Regions from separate parts of the Mus musculus genome. Here all the other regions are linked to region 3. The links are chromatin contacts, called in public HiChIP or PLAC-seq and promoter capture Hi-C maps. All regions are on one chromosome and are shown on one strand. Each heading gives the region's core, a stretch centred on a gene start, on an enhancer-like site or on the middle of the called end of the contact. The rest is flanking DNA. Distances are from core to core; before and after follow the strand shown. Region 1 holds the start of Suclg2 (succinate-Coenzyme A ligase, GDP-forming, beta subunit). Region 2 holds the start of Tafa1 (TAFA chemokine like family member 1). Region 3 has its middle 85 kb from the start of Kbtbd8.

What was found. Promoter capture Hi-C pulls out the DNA fragments that hold promoters and counts their contacts. HiChIP or PLAC-seq counts read pairs in DNA pulled down with a chosen protein or histone mark.
Region 1: an H3K27ac HiChIP or PLAC-seq map of stem cell-derived neural progenitor cells shows a contact between it and region 3, with 4 times the contacts expected there. The contact joins the promoter of Suclg2 here to the enhancer-like site in region 3. A contact is called at or near these places in 1 of 39 promoter capture datasets (the 3T3-L1 cell line), 1 of 15 datasets of contacts at CTCF or cohesin (the NIH/3T3 cell line), 1 of 484 Hi-C or Micro-C datasets (the MC3T3-E1 cell line), 4 of 115 datasets of contacts at active chromatin or transcription factors (embryonic stem cells, extraembryonic endoderm stem cells and stem cell-derived neural progenitor cells) and 1 of 9 other capture datasets (embryonic stem cells).
Region 2: a contact with region 3 is called in a promoter capture Hi-C map of hippocampal neurons, with 6 times the contacts expected there. The contact joins the promoter of Tafa1 here to the enhancer-like site in region 3. A contact is called at or near these places in 6 of 39 promoter capture datasets (the 3T3-L1 cell line, 3T3-L1-derived adipocytes, embryonic stem cells and 3 more), 2 of 484 Hi-C or Micro-C datasets (cortical neurons and palatal mesenchyme), 1 of 115 datasets of contacts at active chromatin or transcription factors (astrocytes) and 1 of 9 other capture datasets (adipose tissue).

The regions. Positions count from the first base shown.
Region 1 is chr6:95,716,923-95,720,872 of GRCm38.p6, forward strand. It overlaps Suclg2 (succinate-Coenzyme A ligase, GDP-forming, beta subunit), which reads right to left and starts at 1,924. Exons shown (of 11, transcript NM_011507.3): 1 at 1,767-1,924. The coding sequence starts at 1,853.
Region 2 is chr6:96,110,774-96,114,705 of GRCm38.p6, forward strand. Tafa1 (TAFA chemokine like family member 1) reads left to right here and starts at 2,381. Exons shown (of 5, transcript NM_182808.3): 1 at 2,381-2,813. It also overlaps 2900060L22Rik.
Region 3 is chr6:95,200,746-95,204,693 of GRCm38.p6, forward strand. No RefSeq gene overlaps it. Among named protein-coding and RNA genes, the nearest start is that of Kbtbd8, 85 kb to the left of the region's middle. Within about 2 kb of position 1,771, at least 49 of the 459 cell types and tissues checked have an H3K27ac peak or open chromatin away from gene starts, as enhancers often do. A contact at or near this core is called in cortical neurons, hippocampal neurons and stem cell-derived neural progenitor cells, where this site is marked.

The sequences.
Region 1 (3,950 bases), core at 674-3,173, 520 kb after region 3:
TCATCTTGTGAGTGAGTGTGTGTGTGTGTGTGTGTGTGTGTGTGTGTGTGTGTTTGCGCTCATGAAAGCCTGAACAGACCAGAACAGGCCCTCCTGGAAGTCACTTGTGTCCTTCTAGAACTCTCTCTACCTTGCTTCCTTCCCTAAGACAGGGTCTCTCTCACTGAAGTGAAACCTAAGCTATTCCCCTAGGCTGGCTGGTCAGTAGCTCCCCACAAGTCTCTTCCTCCCAGTGCTGGGTCACAAGCTCACACAGGCTTGCCTGGCTTTTTACATAGACGCTGGGAATCTGAATTCCAGGCTCTCCTGCTTGGGGAGAGAGTTACCACCTGAGCCATCTCTGAGTTCTACTGCCATCTAAGCCTGATGTTTCCAGAGTAATGAGTCACATACAAGTATGTAATCAATGAACATTGCCCAATGTAGGTAACAGGTCTCACCCAGTCTGCTTGTCAGGATGACAAGGTTTCCACGACTTGGATAGGGAAGATGACAACTTGGATAGGGAAGGTGACAACATACGCCAGCCAGCTAAACATTCTGTTTTAGGTTTCTCTGAACAATCATTTCTCACTCTTCATTTTTGACTGCCCTAGGCTCCATGTTTCTCATCAATTCAAACCTACTGCAACAGCACCCCAGCTCTTGTTTTTTTATATATAACACTTAAATAATGAACAGGACTCAGATCGCCTGGAGATCTCTCCTCACTCTATTATAGCAGGTATCTGTGATTTTAATTAGACAAACCGCCATCCCTCTCCTTTACCCACCATACTGTCAAGTGCCTGTTAAGGATATTACAGTAATAACTATTAGCGCCTCTTAAATTCCCATTAACAATAACAGAGAAATGGAATGTCAGGTAATGAAAAGAAGAAAAAAAAAACCTTCACAGATGTCATAATGATCCAAAGTTTAGAGAAACAAAAAAAAAATCATTAGTAAGTTATTTTCTTTTCGTTTTTCCTAGTGCCCTATGCATGCCTTGGTCAGAATGTAGTGATTTGCCTCTCATTGGACTGGAAAGTTTTTCTTGCGGGGGGGGGGGGGGGTTGGGGGGGGAGGCGGGGCGGGTAAACTAGAGAAAGTAGGAAGACTAGTAGTTGGATGACTTCTCCCAAGTGTCAATGCCAACTCACAATTTCCCTTCCAAAGCCTCGCTACTGCGACGCTTGCAATGGAAGAAGGTAAATTCAACAAGAGAGCAACGTGGAGGAAGGAGCTGCTGAGTCTAACACTAGTTAAGTCTCTAGGAGGCACGGACCAAGTGGGCAGGCAGGAGTTTTCACACAGGCCTTTCATACAAGACTCCACTTCTACTATCCTCCTGGACCCCTGCAGGTCCCCACAGACAAGCACAAGGGGGTCACAAGCGACACCCCGCGGGGTTGACTGGGGCAGGTGAGCTGCCTCGGGAGTCTGGGGAGCGAGCACGTGGCTGCCGAGCGAGCTCGGGCTTAGAGCCGCCCCCGGGCAGAGCCAGTAAGCGGCTGAGAAACCTCTGCGTTCCAACAGTGCGCCCAACTTTTGGGAACTCGCCCCCAGCGCGGGGTGCCAGTGCCCGGGCAAGGCTGATGGGAGCCATTAGAACGATCCGGGTCGTGGGGTGTGCACTCTGACCCCCGCGATCCCCGACACCTCGGACGCCGCACAGCCCGCCGCGCTGCGGGGAGCACCGGATCGCCAGGGGTCGCGCGGGGCGAAGAGGCCGCGGAGCATGGGGCACCACGGCGGGTGGCTCGCGTGGCCCGGGCCGCGCTCACCTGGGACCTGACCGCCAGGAGCGGCCGCAGCGCTCGCTCTCGCAGAAGCTTCCCAGCCTGCGCCGCGATGGCCACCGGGGACGCCATCTTAACCAGGAACCTGAAGAGAGGCGGCGAGGGGGAGGGAGGGGGCGGAGGAGGGAGCCCGCCCGGGCCCAGGCCTCGGGAGGGGGCGGGGCAGGAGAGGAGGGACGGAGCTAGAAAGGAGGGGCGGGGCGGGAGAAAGGGCGGGGAGGAAAGCGGGTGCAGTAGAGAGCTGGGGTGAGGGAATTGGGAAAAAGAAAGGAAGGAGGGGGCTGGGGGCGGTGGAAGACCCCCCCACCCACTCCTCACCTTGTTACCCCTACCCCCCACTACCTTCACCATCTCACCCCAAGGCCATGTGGCTTCCCAGAGCTTACTGCATCTTGCCTGGCTTTCAGGCAAAAGCAGATCTCAGCCCCAGGGGCACTGACTTAAAACTGGCCCTGGGAGTGACAGATTAGACCTTGACACTGCAGTGAGGGCTGCTAGGTCTGGCCCTAGGAACTGATACCACCTTCAGAGGACACACCTTGGAGAGAGTAATGTTCCAAGGGAAGGAATTAGGATCAATGCTACCCTTAGTTCCTGGGCCATGTGGGGGCACAAGCTTGGGTGTGGGTGTTGTGAGTGTACTGGGTTTTGGTTGGGTAGTAGTGGTTTGTTGTTTTGGTTTTGGTTTTTGAGATAGGGTTTTTGTCTATCTTCCATTGGCCAGAAATTCATCTCGAACTCCTGACCCTGCCTCTACTTCCAAAATACTGTGATTATAAACAGGCACCACCCTGTCTCTTTGCGAAAGTGATGGAGGGTTTTGGGCCTACCTTAGTGACATCTGTTTTCTTGCTACTTAACCTTAAATTAATAAAAAGCTATTGCTGGATTTTCTACTCTACAAGGAGAAAAGTGTTTGTGTACAGTATCCAGGCTGCTATGCACTTACATAAAATACAAATCACAGTAACAACTAGTATGTACCAGACATTGAACAATTAGGAACACATTTAAGCTTCATGGCGACATTTTAGGTAGATGGCATTTCTATACTCATTCTGCAGAAGAGAAAACTGAGGCATACAACAGATAAGAAACATAACAGGGGCTAGATAATGAGATATGAGATTCAAACTCATGTTTCACCCCCTCAGCACTACTTGGGGATATTTTTTAATTGGGTGTTGGGTTTGTTTTTGTTTTTTTATGATCACAAGACAGACAAGGGACACTATAGCAACAGTCCCCTCACAAGAGTGTCCTCTGTCGGCTTCCTTTAAACTTCCATTTGATGTAAATTCACATTGACAGAGAAGCTGTAGGAACATTACTCCAAGAGACCCCAACAGTCTTTATGCCGCTTCACCGAGGATTTACATTTGGCCCACATCTGTCCTTGATAAGCCTTTTCCTCCTCAAAACCTTACCCACAGAATCTATTCTCTTTGTGTGTGTGTGTGTGTGTGTGTGTGTGTGTGTGTGTGTGTGTGTGTGTGTGCGTGTGCTGTGACTTGCCCTATCTCCACCTTATTCTCCAGAGACAAAAATCTCTCAACGTAGAACTAGAATTTTAGCCAGCAAGCCCCAGTAATCTTCCTGCCTATGCCTGGATCCATACTAGAGTTACAGTGGAATGGCTACAGGTGGCTTGCTACATGGATGCTAGGGATCTGAACACCAGTCCTCATGCCTGTACAGCAAGCCCTCTTACCCACTGAGCCATCTCCTTTTTCCGAGATCCAGTGGCTGCTAATGATTACAGTTTGAGTCTATGGTGGTTTCATGAATGCACCTGATCTGATCTTGTCAGAACCTACGGAACTTTATGACTCCGCTCTTCACCTCTCCCCAAGTCTTTTTATTCATTTCTATCAATGGATAGGAGCCATTACCCAAGGAGGGGGAAATGAGGTAAGCAACATTTTTGGAGTAAAAACTCAGAGCAGAGTTGGTTTAGTTCTAGGCATTTGCATGTATGGAGGGAGGTTAGAGAGTTAGAATGCCAGGAATGTCAGGCTAAGCAGGATAAGGATTTGGGTCAGTAGTCCAAAGAGAGAAATGAGGCATAGTTATCAGCAGCTGCCTGAGGCAAGAAGGTTCCAGGATTGACGTTATCTCGAGGATAATTATTCTCCCTACCTCTTTATCACTACTGATAAGGGGCTTGAG
Region 2 (3,932 bases), core at 1,131-3,630, 910 kb after region 3:
ATCTGGGTTGGGAGGGAAAGACAAAGGGCCTCTTGTCATATGGTCCCTCGGTGATCTGATCTAGGCTGAGAGTCTAGAGAACTAGTCCCTGCTCCAGAGGCAAAGAGAGATCTGCATGGTATTTCTCCAAACATTAAAACACCAATCCCATTGTGATACAACTGCACTCAATGACCAAAGCTTTAAACCACAACCAACCAAAAAGGTAACTGCTCTCTATCCTACCATGGTCAAGAGATGTAAAGTCACAACTCCCCAAAAGGTAGGGGAGTAGCTTTCATTAAGTTGAATCTCTGTGTTTCTTAAAGTTGGGGAGATGGCTTAGTGTGTAAAAGCAATTTGAGTTCAAATTCTCATCACCTGTGTCAAAGCCATTTATGCCTATAGTCCCAGTGCTGTGCAGGGCAGAGACAGGAGGATCCCTGGGTTTTGCTGGCTACCAACCTAGCTGCAGAGTCTCTGAGAATCTCTCTCTCAAAGGAATAAAGATGGCAAAGAGTGACAGAGCAAAACAGTTTACATCCTCTGGCCTCTGCATATACCTATACCACAATACCTATACCACAGACATGCACGGTCTGTACATACATGTACAGACATATATAGACATGCACAGTCTGTATTTGCTGATGCTTATGTTATGAAGGAGATGATCACTGGCTGCAGTGTAATAGATTGTAAAGTATCTGCTGGGAAAAAAATAGATGGAGTGATGTTGACATTCTTTACTGGAATACTGAAGAGATGGGCTCTTGTACAGAGCGTTTGAATCAGGAGCCTGTTACCTCAAAAGAGTTTTGTTTGCTTTCTCAACTTCCTTCCATGTTCCTCATTTGTGGGAAAGAGATAATGACCGTGCCTGTCCTCTTGAGTTAGTAAAATACTTTAGATTATGTCTTACAAGAGAGAGTTCAGCACTGTGCCAGCACCTGAGGAAGGTGTGATGGACTCTGCCTCCTGTTCCTGTGGCTGTTTCTGTTGTTGTCTTGATTCAGAAGCAAGAGAACAAATGTCCTATAGACACCCATTAATTAAGGCAGCAATATAATGAACCACAGAAGTAAGCATACAAATCCAAACTGAAACATTGTCATTCTTAATTAACTTGATTGTTATTTTGAAATCTGGTTTGTGGAGGGGGTAGGAAAGGAGGGAGGGATGGAGGGAGGGGGAGGGAGGAGAAGAGGGAGGGAAGAATGGAAGGAGAAAGGGGTGTTATCATTGAAAGAACAGCAGGAAAGATTGATAAAACAGAGACGGTCTCCCTCTTTCACTTTGTAGAGCATAGGAAAGAAGGTTTGTTCTGCAAGATGCACCCAGCATCCAGCCTTCTTTATAATGCCCACAAAAGGCAAAAGAATTCTCAGAAACTTTGAAGTTTTTAAGGCAAGGAATTTGTGAGAACCATCTCGGGTCTGAAAATAATGTAGAGGCCGTAAGGCAGTGAGTGACCTTTGACATTGGGGATCACACCAGTCTTGCTTTCTGCTTTATCCCAAGCATCTGTCACATAGTAGGTGTGATGTAAGCGACTTGGGAAGCAATTGAATGAGCATTTTCAGAGAATTATCACCGGAGCAGCCTATAAAGGAAAAGTAGGTCATCTCCCATGCGTCTCTGAAGTTTAAGTACAATCATAGTATATTTCCAGGGAAGCCGGGGTTCACACCATAGTACTAGAGATGCAACTGAACTTCTGAGTGTTTCCCTTTTCCATCTCAGCATGCTATTTAAAGAGAGCCAAAAAATACTTTTTACAAAGAACCTTGAGCATATTTCTTCATCATCACTCAGTCTCTGGTGCCAGCAATGATATATTTCTACTTATTAAACCTGTTAAATAACTCCAAAGATTTTTATTTTGCTTAGGAACACAAACACCAGTTATATTCCAGATAAATTGCATTTCGAGAAATAGCTGACAAAACAACTAACCGAAAAAAAAATCAGAATAAGCCCAGCTATATTCAGCTAGCTTGCTGGCAACAAGATTCAGGGTTAGACTGGGTGCATGTTTCACTTTCCCATTTACTGTTTGAAGCCTAAAAGCCATTAACACTATCAATATGTTGCATGATGCCTTCTTGTCTTTCATTTTTCTTTCCCTTCTCAGTTCCCTGGCATGAGAATGGTATAAGAGAACAAAACAAACCAAAACATAAACAAACAAACAAAAAAACCCAAACCTCCACCAAAGACTATTAGGCAATATCATGTTAAAGCGCTGCTTGAGTCATGGGAGAGTTAAGGGCAGTCATTAGAATCTACCTTATCTATAATCGAGGGTAATGTCACTTTAAGACATGTGAGACTTTAGAGAGGAGGGGTGTATTGAAACAGACTCCCGCTACTTACGGAGGTATAGCAGCCCTGCTCCTACATTTCGCTGCCTAACTCTGTCCTGAATGTACTGGAGTAGGGATGGTCTGTCCGTGGCTATAAACTGCTTCTCATCAGGAAACTACATTAGCTCACCATCACTTCAAAGGTCTCGTCAGACAGAGGTGACGCCAGGGGATGATTTAAAGGTGAACATGACAAGGTTTCCACCCCTCAAACCTTGCTTCCTTTTCTGACAATACAGTGAACGAGCCCAACGTCTTCACAACTGTGGAAACGGGACTGGAAGAGAAAAGCTTGCCTTTTTTTCTTTTCTTTTCTTTTCTTTTTTTTTTTTCAATTCTTAATAAAGAATTGCTGGGAAGCATTCTCTTTGAAAAATCTCAGAACTGTGGCACAGATGGATTTTAAAAAGTGTTAGCTCTTTCCAATGAGCACTAGGAGGGTTCCCTGCTCTTGGCTGGATTTTTCAGGTAAGAAAGCCTCTGTAAGATTTAAGATTCAGGAAACTGATTTGCAACATATTCAGAGAAGTATGCAAGACTCGATGCATTATTTGGGGGGAAAACACTGCCACAGAGCAGAGCTCTGTCTGGGAGCAGCCAAGAGAAGAGATTTGCAGGAGCTTGGGAAGTAATGCTGAGAATTACAGAAAGTTAACTGGGGGGGAATGAAAGAAAGAAAGAAAGAAAGAAAGAAAGAAAGAAAGAAAGAAAGAAAGAAAGAAAGAAAGAAGGAAGGAAGGAAAGAAGGAAAGGAAGGAAGGAAGGAAGGAAGGAAGGAAGGAAGGAAGGAAGGAAGGAAGAGGGAAGCCCTGTAATTGTCAAGTCACAGCATGTTGTGTGTGCTCAGCTGTGTGTGGGTTAAATGAGCAGGAGAAGGAGTCTCTAAAGAATCGTTAAGTTTGATGATGGTTAGATTTTTTTTCCCCTGAGTTAAATTTCCAGTGCATTTCAACAGAGATGGTTGACTAGCAAATGCTTACCGGGTCACCTCTGTTTTGTCTCTCTGTAATTTGCAGGCTATTCAGAAAGGTTCTAAAATGCATTCATTTGGGGATTCACAGGAGGGGAGTTGCTATTTACCTCTGCTGATGAGAGTGCATCTATGCTATCCTGCTAGCTCTGAAAACAAGGAGATAAAGCATGCCCATATACAAAAGTAAACAGTGGGCCACCAAACTAGAAACTAATTAGAAAGTGACTGGTCCATCTGACTCACTGCCTGGGGCATGGATGGCTCCAAGCTGCTGAAAAGAATGTGTTCCCACTTTGCACTTAATTACAGTTGTCACGTTTGTGTATTGTCATCCTCAAAGCCCTTCCCAAACACTCTGTCTCTCTGAAACCTGCAAATTATCCAGAATTATGCACATGCATATATATGTGTGCATAATGTTTATTTTTGCTGACTATCACTGGCTTTGAAAGAGTATCAATTTCCACAGATAAGGAAGTCATCCTAGGAGGTCACAAGCAGGTTTTCAGTGCATAGTGGAAATTCTTGAAGGGTGTCATTTGACAGAGGAAAGGTGCTCAACCTTGATTGCACAGCCCCTCTCTGAGACCTCAGAGAGGAAAGGCTGTCACTAA
Region 3 (3,948 bases), core at 521-3,020:
AGATTAATATGCACAGAAGTCTTAAATTTCAAAACTTTGCTCATGCTTAATATTACCTTTAGTCTGCTTTTCTTAAGAGTATTTTTAATTGGGTACTGGGCATAAAGTTGATATGGAACATTGTTAATTTTAACCGACTTATTTGATTGAAACTCCAAGAATACAGAAATTGATTAGCATGTGGAAGTTCAACCAAAATTTTCCTTTAAACTTGTGTTCTGGAAATTAACAACATTTAGTGATGTTGTACCCTGTGATTCATCCTACAGTGTGTGCCTGCCTGGTGTACTGTGGGACTGTAAGGGCTCTTACTCCGTTCCCTACAGTAACTGTGGCTGTGGCCTTATACTGTGTGCTGGGTGGGTAAGTAGAGGGTCATGCTAGAACCTCTGAATATCAACTCTTTCCACGTGTAAATATGTCTGGAAGGGTTTCTACTTGGAGTAATTTATAACATAATTTCATAAACTCATTAAAGTAGTTCTTTTCTGCAAAAGAGAGATATAGTAATAATAATAGTAATAATAATAAATAATATAATATTTAAAGGAGAAAAGGTGGCCAAAGTACCAACTTCTTGGTTTTGATCAGCATCTGGACTAACTAGGTACTCAAGAACTAACACAATCATTAAATCTTATCACAGCCAATCCATAGACGCTGACAAAAACCCACCAAGCTGAAGGTGCACCAAACATTGACTAAATACTATCCCAGGAAATACATTGCTTTGTTATCTTATTTCCATAGATATCATCATTGTTCCATTTAAAAGACAATAAAACTGAGGTTTAGCAAGGAACTTGCTGTGTGTGAACCAAAGTTTTCTGAAGAAGCGACATCTGCGCTGAAGATCAACTGATCGCAAGTTTTTGTTTGTGGAGAGCAAGAAAGTTGCCGATAGGCAGCCAAAATTATGGTGGGTTATCCTTAGCCCCCTCACTCGTCATTTGCCACTGACTTCTGTGTTTGTCTTAAAATCTTTGGCAGTATTATGTAATTATTAATTATTATTATTATTATTATTATTATTTTGCACTATCTTTACCAACCCTGAAGTTAAGGATGTTGAAGTATCGGAAATCTATAGATAAGACTACCAGACTCTAGGGGGACCACTTACCTGCTGACCTCATGACATTGAGTGAACACTCTGACTTTTGATTTCTCTCTATGACTATGAAGCTCCCTGCAACTTCTTGCACACTGCGCCATATCCCTTAGGGTAACTTGAATCCATGTCCTAGGCCTGTGGTCACTTTAACTTAGCTCAGAGTAAATGAACCCTCATTCCCTTTGGTGCAAGAACTATAATTCTGTTGACATACCCCATATAAGAAATGCTCAGAGAACCTAAGAAGAAACTTGCTATTGTGAATAAATGACTACAGTCTGCCTGAAGGCCAAGACCACTCCTCCTCGGGGGCTGTGTATCATATTTAAGGACCCTGTGTGGACTGGCTGAAGTGCTAAGATAAAATTTCAAAGCCCATAGGCAACAGGAATTGATTTGCTTTTGAATGTGAACGCACTGCAAACTGGGACAGACAGCCTTCTATCCTGGAAAATTCCAAATGCTGTTCATAATGTAAGCCCTTGATTCAATCCAGGGCTCCTAGAATGTGTTCTGCCTCTGGCCTTCTTCCAAGAATCCATTATTACCGGGGTCTACTCAGACCTCATTTAAAAACAAGCAGCATGGTTCTCTGGAATGGCCACTTTTGGGTTCTGCCTTTAGCACAACGAAGGCTTCTGTGCCACCCACAGACACCAGACAGTATAAGTCTCCCCTGCCACCTCCCCCACTCCCCCTCCGTTCACAGATGTGGACAGCGTTTTACCAAGAGAAGTCAAACAAAAGGTTGGAGTGGATTTCTGAAGCAGCAGATGCAGAGCTTTGGATGAAGGATTTCAATATCCTACAGTGTCCTCCACTGCCTAGCAACCCCCGACTTCTGGACTCACCCTCACCCTGAGGAGATGTTTAAATCACACCCGCACAGAGAGGTTACAGCAGTGGGGACAACTGCAAATGATCCAGCAGCGACACAGCCCTGGAAAGAAATATCAGTTTTTCAGCCTAGAGGTATAACTCTCCGAGGTCTACACAAAGCACCCTTGATTCCGGGAGGCCACACTAATTTCTGTGAAGGAAATTCTTATTCCTAAATACAAGTTGAAACAGAAAAAGGCTCTGACCTCGCTTTTTTTTTTTTTTTTCAAACCATGCTTTCTGGTCAGGAGACAGCAATGCCCACCTAGGGATTCTTGCAGGGTAGTGTGGAAAGGGGGCAGAAAAGCTGCAGGGCTTAGTTCAAGGACTCCCCTCCTCCCTCGGAGTGCAGCCTATGTTTTCTCACAAATGCGCTGTGAGAATGAATAACTAATGAGTGATCATGAACGCCCCAGACAGTTTGAGTGCAGCGTAAGTGATGGAGCTGATTGTGCTTCCATTTTATCCAGCACCGAGGGAGGCTGGGTTTTATGTCTGCCCTGTGATGTGATCCCCGAGGCTTTTTGTAAGTAACAAATGCCCCTCCTAAGCCACCGCTCACATTCAAGCACACATGACATGTTCCGTGGAGACTGCTTTTATAGATGAGGCCACCTTATGTGATCCCGCCTTCTATGGCAATGACCTTGTAATCTGCGAGGATGTGCAGGACAAGCTAATGGGGGATAAGAATCAAGATGAATGCCTGCTCTATGGAAACATCAACTGAGCACAGGGAAAATCAGAAGAGTTTCACTATTGCCTGTTGGTCACTGCCAGAGGATACGCTGAGGTAGCTCTGGAATCCGTTTGGAAAGAAAGGCGAGTCATTGTTAAGGCAAACTACCCTGTGAGACAGTAAGAATCTTAAGATATCACAGAAACATAATTTAGTCTTATCTATAGGGAAGAGATCAAAAAGTAGTCCCAGAAGCCATTTGCTAGAGACCCAGGCCATCAGTCATATGTATAATGTCAGAGTCAGCACCTTTGTGACAGAAAGGAAAGGGTTAATATGACCCCTTCCTGAATAGATTATTGTTGACAGGATCTCGAAACCTGGGTACAATGGTCTTCATGTCAGCCTTCATATATTTATTTTAAATTATATAAAGGTCACAGACTAGACCAAGCTTTGGCGGGCCTTCTTTTGGGGTATCTCCATCCTTGATGCTGAGAACTTCCTTCCAATTCTGTAAAACTGATAGGAGTTTGGTTTAAAATTATCCCATACTTCTGGTTTTTATGTAGACTCGTAAAGAGTCCAGGAATCACCACTCTCATTGTCGAATGTCAAATAGAAAATTACAGGTCCAAAGATGAGAAACATTTTTTCCCCTGGGATCTAGCAGAGGATCATAGTTGCAAGGTTAATGGTTACCCCTAACTCTGAAGGGCTATGCTTAGCCAGAGGGGTGCAGCTGGGATTTTCTTGAGTGGAGGAGGACCTATTGGAACCCAAAGGGAGCTGGGCATTTCAGCAGCTGGAAGTTCCAGGAACTCTAGGGGCCTGGATGACATCTTCTGTGAGAGCAGGTATCATGGGAGATCGGAGAACAGTGGGGGCTGCATCTGACAGGCCATAGTTTTGTGTATTTGCCATTTAAGCACTCCACTCTTCTCAGAGTTGGCTCTAAGAACACTGTCCCTGTGACTCTAGAAGGGGAAGAGAGATTGTTGCACAATGTACCCAGAGTTTGCTTCTACAAACAGTCTAACTGGCAGGAGAAAACGCATGAATGTCAAGCCAGAGTCAGGCTCATGGAAGCACTGGGATTTCCTGAAATGTGTAAATTGTTTCCTTATATTCACATCAGAACACCACACTGAGAGGCCCCAGAATAGACAGCTGTGAGACACAGACTGTCTGAGATGGATAAACCCAGCGTCAAGGGGAGACCTAAGTATGGACTGAGGAAACCTTGAAACCTCGAGGGAAAACACAGGCTCCTTCC